Linked DNA regions of Gossypium hirsutum: region 2 is linked to region 1. A link is a contact called in public Hi-C data. All regions are on one chromosome and are shown on one strand. Each heading gives the region's core, a stretch centred on a gene start, on an enhancer-like site or on the middle of the called end of the contact. The rest is flanking DNA. Distances are from core to core; before and after follow the strand shown.

The links. Hi-C and Micro-C count contacts between places; a contact is called where the count stands out from the background.
Region 2: a Hi-C map of leaf shows a contact between it and region 1, with 1.8 times the contacts expected there. The contact joins the enhancer-like site here to the promoter of LOC107909087 in region 1. A contact is called at or near these places in 7 of 34 Hi-C or Micro-C datasets (callus, fibers, leaf and 2 more).

The regions. Positions count from the first base shown.
Region 1 is chrD08:66,787,811-66,794,582 of Gossypium_hirsutum_v2.1, forward strand. LOC107909087 (zinc finger CCCH domain-containing protein ZFN-like) reads right to left here and starts at 3,564. Exons shown (of 7, transcript XM_016836478.2): 1 at 3,120-3,564; 2 at 1,390-1,547; 3 at 649-711. The coding sequence starts at 3,234. It overlaps LOC107907754 (pentatricopeptide repeat-containing protein At4g21065), which reads left to right and starts at 6,476. Exons shown (of 1, transcript XM_016835075.1): 1 at 6,476-6,772. The coding sequence starts at 6,476.
Region 2 is chrD08:66,823,757-66,830,528 of Gossypium_hirsutum_v2.1, forward strand. It overlaps LOC107909091 (probable metal-nicotianamine transporter YSL5), which reads left to right and starts at 1,488. Exons shown (of 6, transcript XM_016836487.2): 1 at 1,488-2,063; 2 at 6,050-6,204; 3 at 6,416-6,513; 4 at 6,605-6,739. The coding sequence starts at 1,655. Within about 2 kb of position 4,420, at least 6 of the 9 cell types and tissues checked have an H3K27ac peak or open chromatin away from gene starts, as enhancers often do. A contact at or near this core is called in leaf, where this site is marked.

The DNA of each region.
Region 1 (6,772 bases), core at 2,314-4,813:
GTGATTGAAAAAGTTTGTGTAGATGCTCTAGTTGTTCCTTAGTGAAGGAAGACCCTTCTAGAGAACTTTGGCCCTCATAATTTTCATTAGTTGTTTCAACGGTAAAACTTTCTTCCTCTGTTTGATTGCTGGATCTCTTATCTCCAATGAAGGCTGTTTTAACCATGATGCTACTAGAGATAACCTAGCTCAGATGCCATGAAAGTTTTCAAAAGAGCATTTAATAAAACTGTTCTATATTTTATTAACTAAACAACTGAATTTAAATAGAGAAAACAGTCATAACCTAATTGGGAAAATAATTCCCCTATTCTAATAAACTACTAAAAGATAAAATAAAATATTCTTAGAATATCTCAAATGATTTATTCTAAGATTTATCTACCTAAATAACTTTAAAATATATCCCAAAATATATGGGTTTCACATATTTCAACAAGAACAAGAAGGAAAAATCTTAGGATGAGCCAATCATCTAAACCAGTTGAGGGTTCAGACTAAAGTTTGATTGCTATGCCAAACCACTAGAAAGAGAAATAAACCTTTTACTTTACCATACTTCTTGTTAATCATACATTGCACATTGTAAATCGCATGTTAAAGTAGCAACATTGTCAATACATGGGAAAATAGGGAATAAGTACATGCCTGACATTCAGGTTGTCCTACTCTTTCTGGAAACTCTCCTTTCATTCTAGCAGCGGCAATAGCCTGAAATTTGATATAATCTAAATAAATATTTTAAATGACAATTGATATCTAAAAAGTTATATGAGTAGTGGGACAAAGTAGAAATGAAATGACAGTAGCAGATGAAGTATACCCATGTTGGTAGCAGCAAGTGTTTACATGTGTGCATATGCGGAACGATCTTATCTCTTGAGGATCTAATACTCTATAAATTTTCCTACAATGAGTTCTGTTTTAGAGTGATTTAGTAGAAAAGACCCTTGTTTAAAAGTTTCCTGTGTCAAAAACTTCCAACTACCAGTGAATAAAATCATGTCAAATATAATAATCAAAGGTTTCTAAAATAAATAAACTTATGAAGCTCTTTGGCATTTACGAATAATAGAAAACATGAATAAACTTGAGAAGCTCTTTGGCATTTACTAAAAATAGACTTGGTAATCCTGAATTTGCAATGCAGTTACATAACGAGAATACAACACAACAAAATAATAATAATAACACAAGCACGACATGAATACATGAATACGCCAAATCTATATAGCACGAATTCTTAATGTATCAAAATTTATGTAAATAAATAACGCCTTAAACACAATTATGATAAGAAGAATGCACAAAAAAAAAAAAAGAAGAAGAGATACTCAAAGCATTAACTCTGGATTCATGAGAATTGTCCAAACAAACCATGGTTTATACCAGCTTTCTGTTAGGAGGATGACTAAAACGACATGTAGCTCCAAATCTACAAAGGCCGGTCCTAATATAATAAGAACAATCTGGTTCCCCAGGACGCTCAGGGTAGTAACCAGATTCCATTGTTTCACTGGATCTTAAGTTCATTTGCCACATAGCATCTGAAATAATTTTTAAAAAGTAGGTTCAGCAAACACATGAAAAAAAAGAATCAAAGAAATACTAAAGGGGTATTACAAATTTTCAATTTGTAAAAATATTCACTTAACATACAACAAGCAAGGTTGTGGCATGCAGCAGTAAGAAACTCACTCTGACCTTTGACTTATGCAAGCCCCATTGGCTAAATTATTCGAGGAAAGAGACACTATTCCATATTTTCTAAGGCATCAATAAAAAGGCCTTATGAAAATTTTTTATATTCTTTTCTTCCTTTCGTAGATTGAAGCTACTATTTAACTAATTTGAGAAAGTTTACAACAACAAAAATTTTCATTTTCTAAAACTCGGTGTTGAAGAAAGCATGAAGATTAACTATGCTCATTGCAAAAAGTTCTACGGAGAAATAAAAGTACCAATATTCTGTTAACTATAAAGATATGCTCTTAGAATATTGGTACACAAACCTGTAAATGGTCCCACCCTTGGTCCCTCTTTTTTTTTTTTTTAATTTTGCTTGCTCAAATTTGATTTCGGTCAAATCCAGACCAAACTCGAAAATTCATATTATTATTTTAAAAAATTAAATACTAGAAATTAATTACAAAAATTCTGTCCAAATCTAATTCGAATACGAATAGTCTCGTCTAGTGAACAATTTTGGTTCAATTAATACAGTGCTTAAAACTTAAAAAAGAACTGACAAATGGAATAGGTAAAAGAGTAACAGTTCAAAAGAGAGTTAAAGTAAAATCATTAAACTAATGAATCCATTTAGAAGAAGATACAACCAACAGAACACAACAATGGGTTTAACTAAAGAGAAACGGTATCAGAGAAAAGAGTTTCAATTCACCACTCTTTTGGAACCGAATACATGTGATTATGTCTGGAATAAGCTTGTTCAATGTGAACTCTCCTTTCGATTCACCACTATCTCGTTCTTTAGATATTCATCATTGATGTTCACCATAATTGACCACTATATAGAACCTATTACATCTGCAATCATGATAAATGCTATACGACCACATATACGTCTACAACCGCAATTTAAATCCTTATTATCCCCGTCAAAATTAAACATTTTTGTCATTTTTAAAACTTTTTAACCATAATTTTGCTTTCTATCATATGCTTGTTCAGACAAATAAGTAGCACTGAAAAAGCAGTAAAAGCAATAATCAAAATAATCCTAATAAAGAAAAAGAGTTTAAGAGCTTAAGCTGTTTTCTACGTAATAAAGCATAAATGAAAAAAATAAATCAATAAAGAAAAAACACTCATAAGACAAAAATCACCGCAGAATTTGCACTTTTATCACAATAATTTAAATGCAATTAAGAATTTTACACTGATTATTAAAATTTAAAATTTAGCGAATAACGGGATTTTAACAACGATCAAACTGGAAAATCACCATTGAAGTGAAAATAAATGGCAATTCAAATAACCAAGAGAATCGTATGAATCGCAATATTGCATTTATCTCAAAATAAAAGAGAAAAATAATATAATAACCATTATAAAAATAAATAAATAAAAACATACGATAATTAAAAAGAGAGGGAGACCTTGATTCAACAACGGTGAAAGCGAGGCACCTTCAGTCACAGCTACGGCCACTGCTGATGCTATTCGGGACATCGAAATTCCTGCATCGAATAATAATTTCCATTCAGCAGTCATCTTCCTCCATCACCACTATTGTCACGTTAGCACCACCTCCAAGCCGGAACTCTCATTCCTCCGTCACAAAACCACGCCGTCACTTTCGCCAAAAAAAAACCTCTGCCCCCTCTCTCCTCCTTCGTAACAGAAAAACCAGAGAAACCAAAAAACGGTTATTTTCAGAGAGATTTTTTTTTTTACTAAAAAAGAATTTGATTTTTTGATAAAGGCGAAATAGCGTTGTTTTCTCTTCTCCACAAAAAAAATAATACAACATAAAATAAAAATAAAAGCCAACCATCCAAACAAAACCCACTAACTTTTCTTTTTTATTTGTTCGCTAATATTATACGCAGACCGACGAATCGATGATCATATGGACTCCCATTTGTGTTCACTGGTTTAATTCTGATTTCAGTCCCTATACTCTTCACATGTTTGAAATGGTTAAAATATGTTGTTAGTCCCTGTACTTTGACAAATTTTGATATTTAATTTTGATATTTAGTTTTTTGTATTTAAAAAGTTAAAAACTAAGTCATCTTACTTTCTTTATTTAAAATTCTCAGTCCAATCGTAAAATAATTACCAACATATTAAATTGACAAATTTTGACAAAAACTACAAACGACAATAATGGTCGGACTAAAATTTTAAATTGAAAAAGTATGAGGACTGATTTTTGAACTTTTAAAGTACATAAACAAAATCTCAAAATCTATATAAATACAGGGACTAATAGTACATTTTTACTGTTTGAAATTTACTCTCTCCTCTTTTTATTTAATAATTTAAGTTTAATTAATAACAACGTCAAAAGTCTCTCATTACATATATGAAGGACCAAATATATAAATATAAATATTGAATTTGGGGTTGTAAAGTTTACAATTTTGATTTCAAAGTTGCAAGGTACTTCAGTACTATTTCACAGAAGAAGCATGATTTATTTTGCTTGTATAGCTTTCATGTGACTTTAAATTGTCATTTGAGTACATTTTTTATTTTAAAAAAACTATGTTATCTAATTGAACGAAATTATTTTAATGATATTATAAATTGGACTTTAATTATTAAAATAATATAATATAATAATTAAACTTCTAGAATTAAAAAAGAAAAAGACTAAATTTCAAATATGTAATAAGTATAGGGGCTGAAAGCAATATTAACCCTATATTCTCTTCTTTACACCTGAGCAGTACGTGGAATCGAGTCAGACTTTAAGTCCCTCAAATTTTGACTTCAATTTTATTATTTAAGCGTGGACTTGTTATCATTAGTTAAACTAATATTAAACACGTGAGAGTATCGCACATAAAAAAATAATTAACAATGGTAAAATTGCGCTTTAACTTCCCTATAATGATAAAATTTTGATTTAATTATTTAAATATTATAAATATTTTTATTATAATATAAAATCAAGGGCTTTCGTAGATTCAAAGTTATAGGTTAGGGCATAAGGACTTGTTTAAACAAGGGATAATAGTTTAGGGGCTTTTTTAGTATGTTAGCCTTATTTTTATTTTAGATAATGGCTTGTTTATTTTACATAGTATGTACGTCATGCTTGCTTATTTGTCTTTGCATGAGATCTCTTTCTATTGGCCGTTTAAAATTTTGTTGGACACGTGTCATAAAATAAGAGCGAGTGTGGATTTTGGAACCGGAGTTGAGTCAGGTGGCATAGGAAAGGTCAAATTTGGTTTTGATCCTTTTGTTATATTCGAATTTGAAATTTAGTCATTTTATTTAATTTGTATTTTAATCCTCTATTTCTATAATATCATTGGCTAAAAAAATTAGCACAATTAAGTATTTCACTTATGGATTTTATCTTAAAAATATCCCTTCCAACATAAAAAAATCCATGTTATTATGATAAAAGTTAGAAATTAGTGGTTTTTAAGAGTTAACATTTTAACCGAAATAGATAATGATATTAATTATTTAAAATAATAATGATATTAAAATCAAAGAAATTATATTATATAAAATTAAATTATAAAAAAATACAGGAGAATGTGGGTTCGAGTACGATAAAATGTATTATCTTTCTATTTAAAAATTAATTATGGGTTATAAATAATTCTAGATATTGTGTAAAAATAGAAAAAAAAAACACAATAAAAACATCAAAACTATAATTCAAGTTTTAAAATAATACATTTTACTATTCTGGTGATCTTAATTAATTTTTTTTCATTAAGTTGTTTTTATTTTAACAAATGATTTCATTGAAAAAGGAGCCTTAGCTGTCAAAAATAAAATTATAAATTAATCCCTTCTTAAATAATAGAATTATAAATTAATGTATAATAAAATTACTAATCTAAAATAATATATATTTAATCCCTTCAAAATAGACATGTCCATGGCTTCAAGCCGGATCTCAAAAACTAAAAAAGTTTGGACAAAAATATAGGCCCAAAAAATAGACTTGAAAAAAAATAATGCTTATTTAAAAAATGAGTCGAGCCACGGGTAAAGTTTGTTGGCCTGAACAAACTCGAATTTGTAAAAAAAATATATTGTTTTGTCATTGTTTTGTTATCATTTCAATATTATGTTGTTACTATTTTGTTGTTATTATTTGAATATTGTATAGCTTTTATTTTATTGTTCATTTTACTACTATTTTAAATGTCTTTGTTTGTTACGTTGCACCTATTTTTGTATTATTTAAGTAAAAAAATTTATTTTTAATTTGTTGAAAAAATTTTATTTTAATGATTTTAGTATTTTTGATGTATTATGGTTTTTTTAATTTTTTTTATATAAAAAATTTAATACGAGTGAGTCGGGCTGAGCCTGAGTTTTAGTATTTTTATCCGAATCGAATTTGGATAAAATTTTAGATCAATTTTCGAGCCGAATTGAACTTATCAAATTGGCATAAAATTTTATTAAGACCTGACCCGATCCAAGCCGAACTCAACCCAACCCATAAATACTTCTACTTTAAAAATAATAATATCATAAATTATTAAATAATAAAATAATATTTTAACCTTACAAAAATTTATAATTCAATTTTAAGCATAATAAACAATTTTGGATTTAGCTTGTATACCACGAAACTATCATAAAATGCTAACTTGAAGATAAATATATCTTACAGATGGTGCGAACACACATTTGGCCGATCCCAAAATGTTAGGATTCTTTACGGCCATTTTCTTTCTCTTCAACCATAATATTGCCAATCATTTACGCCTCTAACAATGCAAGCTCTATCCAATTCAGAGCTACTAAAATGGTTTCTACTTATTGTTTAACCCCAAAAGCCAATCTAAAAATCCCCACCATTGTTGTATTTCTGTTGAAGAAACTATCTCCCTTTCATTTTCATCATTGTAAATTCTATTCCCACCATTCTTTACCTTTCCCCACAACTAGTTCCCTTCACGTTAAGGCTATAAAAGATGGTTCCTTTCAAAACTTAGATGTGGCTAACCGCTTATTGAATGTGTACGTGAAATCTAAAAACTTAAACCATGCATGTAAACTGTTTGATGAAATGCCCCACAGAGACGTTCGAACTTGGACAATA
Region 2 (6,772 bases), core at 3,170-5,669, 37 kb after region 1:
TCATAGGCTCACAGAGTTCGGAATTTGTGGGTTTAGGTCTCATAAGTGTTGCTAGCTCGCAATAAAATTAAAATTTAAACCATAAAACCTATCTTTTTTGCCATGTGTTATAGCTAAACTATCACATTAGTACTTGTACTGTTTTTTATTTTTGCCATTGTATTTTAATCATGTAATCCTCGTTGTCTCCACCCAAATTTTTGTTAAAATTTTAAAATATAAAAAACTAAAAAACCATTAAAAGTCCTAAAAAAATCATATATATTTTTAAAAAGTCACATAAAATCTCTCAGAAAACTATAAATAAAAATAAAATATCAATAATCTATTTTTGAAAATTATAAAAAATTTAAAAGTATAAATATGCAAAAACTTCGAAAAATTAAAAAATTTGTTTGTTTGGAATTTTAGGGTTTCTTTAAAAAAATTGAATTTTATGAAAATGGTTTTAAGATTTCTATGGCATTTTTGTGCTTAAAAAAAATTCTAAATTCCTTAAAAATATAAAAAAATAGAGATTTTTTTATGATTTTCTATTTTTAATAATATTAAAAAATTTAAGTATTTTTAAAATTTTTTGACACATGACAGCGTGTCATTAGTATATTTATTTTTTTTAAAGAAAATTTTTATTGAGATAACAGGATATAAAAAATAAAAATACATTGTCTAAACTGATAAAAGAAAATATAAATATCAAAATGATAATTTAACTATACGCTAAAAGCGGTATTAAGAGGTAAAATTCAAAGGTTTAGTCATAAGCCAAGCCTAAAAAATATTAAAATCGATATTTATGTCAAATCATTTGAAGAGTGCGTGGAATGAGACATTGAGACCTTTACATCATTTGCCCAAAATAATAAAAAGAGTAAAAAGTTTTGTGTGTTTTATATCCGCACGTTCACGCCGTTCGGAGATTTAACATTGACCCACTTGTTGGCAAACCAACAATTAATAAATTATTAAAAAATTAAAATAATAACATTTAAAGAACTCCATTGAAGCTCTTCTTTAAATTAGGAGACAAAAGTTGATAGTGACAACTTATATTAAAAGTGTTTTTATTAATGTGAAAGTACGAAAATAACCTTATATTAACATAAAATAAATTATACACAATTCAATATATGATTAAAAATATATTTATACCCTGATTGCTTACATCTTATGATGCTAAAAATATTGATTTAGAATTAAATTAGATTAGATCAGTTTGATCGAAAAATAATACTTTAATAGGGATAAGTAAGGGTTTTCGTGCTTAAAATAAAAATTACATTTTAATCTCTTTTAAAATTATAAAATTATAAAATTTATATATGGTAAAATTTTATTTTAATATTCAAAATTAAAAAATATTAATTTTTTATTATTTTATGATGATTTGATAAAAAATATAAATTTAAGTATTAATAGAACTGGAAAAATCAATATTTAAAAATTTAATATATGTAAATATATTTATGTTATTCCTATATTTTAATAATTTAACTTTCCGTGTGATCTTTTTTCGAAGTTTAGTTTTTTCCTGTCTGCCAAACACTTTTTCCTATAAAAACCAACCTACTTTTAATAATGGAGATTCATTTCAATTTATAAGGATAAAACTTATAAGATTCCTATAATTTTACCAAAAAAGAAAAGTAGGCAAATGGATGGGCTTGGAAGAGATGAAGATAAGGTAGATAATGGATTCAACCATGAAGAAGAAGAACATGGCGGTCGCAAGAGCAGTAACAATGGAGCTGAGTACGAGATGTCGGTGGAACAAATCTTCGAGAACAGGGAAGTACCGCCATGGAAGAAACAACTGACGATGAGGGCGTTCGCCGTGAGCTTCGTGTTGAGCATATTGTTTACTTTCATAGTAATGAAGTTGAATTTAACAACCGGAATCATCCCTTCCCTCAACGTCTCGGCTGGACTCCTAGGGTTTTTCTTCGTCAAGACGTGGACTAAATTGCTCTCAAAATCCGGTTTGCTCAGACAGCCCTTTACCCGCCAAGAAAACACCGTGATTCAAACCTGCGTCGTCGCCTCCTCCGGCATCGCCTTTAGTGGTATGTTTTTTTTTGAACTTTCCTCTTGATTTTTGTTATGCTCTGAAAGAATTACTGTGATATGATCCCCCAATTTGTTCTACAAATCAGATCACTGAGTAAAAACTGCCCCATTCATGAATCTAAAGCAAAAATTTAGGGAAGGTTTAATTCTAACCACAAATCCCTATACTCTTCAGATTTTTAATATTTAATCCTCTGCTTTCATTTCCAAAAATTTAGTTTTGGAAATTTAAACTTCAAAATGTATTTTTATTAAATTTGAATATGTATTATTTCAATATTCAAAGCTTTTTTCAAAAATTAAGTACAGTCTATGGGATTTTAATTTTTAAACTGGACAAATAACAAGATTAAATTCATAAAACTAAAAACAGAGGGATTAAATTTTAGAATTCTGAACAGTATAGGGGCTAAGAGCAGAATTAGTCCTTTAGGGAACTCACTGCACCGTATATTTTCCATTTGCAGTGGAGGGAACGAGGGTCAATTGAGTTTGGTATAAAATTACGACTTTGTTTACCGCTTTAACTTTTTCTTTTTTTCAAATTGAGAAATTTATTTAAATATATAATAGCAATCTATATTTTTATTATAATATAATAAAATAAATTTCTGTAATTAATAAATATTAATTGATATATAAAATAAAATTTATTCCGACGGTCACTTTTACCCATACATTATATTTCATTTATTAATTTTAATTTGACTATTACATTAATTAAATTTGCCCTAAATTTGTTTCGGAAATTCGTTGCTTTACAAGTAATTCACTTTCATAAATTTTTATTTTATTAATTTGTATTTCATAAAATTTAAAGGATTAAAAATATTATGTCATGTGGCAAACACAAATATAAAACAAAAATACATGTTTAAAAATAATATATAATAAATAAAGGAACATACGTTTAAAACTAATTAATCATAATTATACATGAAATATGTATGGTATTAAAATTAAAAAAATAAATTTAATTGTTTATCATTGCATTCCTATCAATATTGAGTTGGTGTCAAGTTAATTTCTGATACCAATTCAATCAAATTCATTTATATACAATTGATAGAAGTAATAAAGTGTGTATGATTAAAATTAAAATTAAAATATAAAAAAATTTTAAAATAAAGCTTTAGTTAAGTGGTAAATAAAATGTTTTATTAATATAATTGATTTGGGTTCAAATTTCACCATTTACATATTATTAATTTTTTAAATGGAAAAGTTTAAAGTAATCTCGGATAATATAACTTATTTTAATTATAAAAAATATTTTTGAAATTTAATAACTAAAATGGTGATCCGATTGAGAGTGATATCAACTCAGCAAAATGCTTAAATAATAGTATAAATTACATAATGAATTTAAGTATTATTTTTGGAAGACCAAGACTTTTTGCTTGTGTTATTGTCTTCTACCTAATAGTGGTCAATTGTCGTGAATTGAGTTTTAATTTAATTTTTATAAAATTAGATTAGTGGTTAAAAATGAATATTGTATTTTTAGAGGATAAAATGTAATTTTATTATTATATTAACTCGTGATTTCATAAATTTCGAAAGGACCATATAATGAATTTACCATTTTTGAAAAGTCAAGGCTGTATCATGTCTTTCCCAGTGAATAGTGTTGGACTTGTTGACTGAGTTTAGCTAAATAATATAATTTCACTTATTAATTTAATATGTTATTAACCGTTTTCTTAAAATATATTTTAATTAATTTATTGGATTAGTGGTATGCATTGTTACTTTAATTTTTTATAATTACTTAATTGATGTTTCAAATTTACAAAAAGATCATTTTAATTCTTTATTTAATTTTTTCACATTTTTTAACTCTCACACTTGTAATTTTTGTCAAATACGAAAAAATTATTATTTTTTAACTTTGTTGACATTGCATACACGTGTCATGTAGATAACACGTCAATAATTAATTAATTTTTTAAAATTTAAAATTTAAAATTATTAAATTATAAAAATATTTTTTTTTATATTTTTAAAATTTTAAAGTTTAATTAAATGTTGATGTATCATTTACGTGACAATCTATGTTTATACATTGTCAGTAAAGTTAATAAATGTTAGCATTTTCATTCATTTAGGGGTAATTTGATTATAAAAAAAAACGCAAGTTCAAATGTTAAAAGAGATAAAAAAATAAATAGAGGGTTTAAATGATTTTTTAGTAAAGTTAGAGGGGCAAAAAAGTTATTAACCCTTTTTCTTTTAAAACATTGTTGCTTTAATTTTTTAAAATTATTAATTCAACTTTATTAGAGGATATGTTGTAAAGGCGACGGGTGGATGAGTGACAGTGAGTGAGGCCAAGTTGTTGCTTTGGGGAATGGGCTAATGATACGCTGAGATGTGATTGAGATCGAAGTCATTAGGCGTGTTTCGGAATACTGAATAAAGTCAATAAGTCAATGATACAGACTTTTTAGACCATTTTAAAGTGGGGACCCTTTTAGGAATTTTTAATTTTATATTTATAGCTGTCTGATGTCTCCATTGCTTTTACACCTTTTCACATTTGCTAAACTCACGCTGACACAATGTTTTCATATTAATCTTTACATAGCTTTGAACTGCCCATGTTCTCATTGGATGATTATCATGTTATTTATGCTAATCATTACTTTGGTTTAATTTTTAAAAAAAGATTCTATAATAGAAACCCGTAGTGTAAGGATAGAAAAATTTGTGTTTGTGAAGTTATTTAGTAATTGAACTTGATTATTTTGATCTAATTATTTGTAATTAGATACCTATAGTAATTGTAGTTGGTATGTCTCATTAAATCGAGTATAATTAGATAATCTCAATTATATTATTTAATTTTTATAGGAGTTGAGAATTGAAAATTTTATGTCAGTAATTAGGTAGGCTTTTTTTATTTTCTTAAAGATGTAATTATAATTTAGGAAATAATTACAATTACTTTATAGTGTTAACCCATTCTACAATGGAATTAAATTTTATTTAAAACTGCCTCTGAACCTCAAAAACCTCAGTAAAAAACCTATCTATCTCGTTCTGAATCAAGTTGAATATTATATATTCCCCCTGTACCTGGCTGATTGGGTTTTTTTTGCCAACATAAATGTCTCCTTTTAACAATGGTTTATTCATGGATTCATCTAATTGTCATTAAATATTTCTTTCTTGAAAGAGGGACATGTGCTATATTAAACATTACTGAATGAATGCTCAACGAAGCTGGTGTGAGTGCTAAAAACATGTATGTTAATTTTATTTTAAGTTTTTCTTTTATATATTTAAAAGGTTTTATATCTGTTCATGAGCTAAGGTGAGTGGTGGCCCAACCCGACTTAATGATTCATTTTCACTATTCAAATATTATAAAAATATTAATTTTTTATGTTTATATTTATATATATTTAAAATTGAAATCAAATAAACATATTTTAATTATTTATTTTAAATTTAAATCAGACTAGCCCAAGGTAGAATTATCTAGTCCAAGTTTGACTGCTCAACCCATGGTCTAGTCCTTCAAAAAAACATATCTACTACTTTGAAGATGACCATAGATCATTGAAAGCTATGAAATGAACGAGTTCCATGGGTGATTTACTATTATGAAATCACTCTCTCATGTTTGACATGGAATTGTGTGATACACTATTCATGTAAGACCCAGAATCAAAACCACAAAAATGCTATGCTGTAATCTAAAGCAAGAAACTTGTGGTTGCAGTACATGCTTTGAACTGAAAATTTTGTAAAGCATGTTGTGTTTATAATTGATTGAAAGATAACATCATGTAATTACATAACAAATTTCATTTACCGCATAAAACTTGTGGTTGCAGTACATGCTTTAAATTGAAAATTTTTGTAAAGTATGCTGTGTTTATGATTGATTGAAGATAACCTCTGCATTCATTTGGTTAAACTACAACCTCAACTGGTTTGCAGAAGCTTTTACTTACTTTTACCTGCTGACAAACAGGGGGATTCGGGAGTTACCTCTTCGGAATGAGCGAACGTGTCGCAAAGCAATCCGGGGATAACGGCGGTTTCAAGAATCCGTCACTCGGATGGATTATTGGCTTCCTCTTTGTTGTTAGCTTTCTTGGTCTCTTCTCCGTGGTGCCTCTTCGGAAGGTACACTCTGCTTTGCCCCTGTATTGAAGTTGAATGGACATAGAAATCCCACTTTCTAAATATATTGTGTCTATAATAATATAAACATTATGTTTATATATAGGATTTGAAATCGTTGAGCTAATAATGAAATGATATTCTTTCAAGGAAAGGTTCTTTTTGCCTATGTTAACTTCCATTACCAACTTTTTTGTCCTCTTGTTTTTCTCAGATCATGATCATAGACTTCAAGTTGACATATCCGAGTGGTACTGCAACTGCACATCTCATCAATAGCTTCCATACTCCTCAAGGAGCTAAGCTAGCAAGGTAAAAATTGTTATCATAGTTGCGGTTTCTAATTAAAGCTGATGATTACGATGTTTATACGTTCTAATCTTTTCATGTTTTTTACTTGTAGGAAGCAAGTGAAAACATTGGGGAAGTTCTTTTCTTTCAGCTTTTTATGGGGTTTCTTTCAATGGTTTTACACTGCTGGAGACCGTTGTGGATTTATTAGCTTCCCTACGTTTGGGCTTAAAGCATACGAAAACATGTGCGTAGAATCAGTTCAATTTCTTCCCTTAGT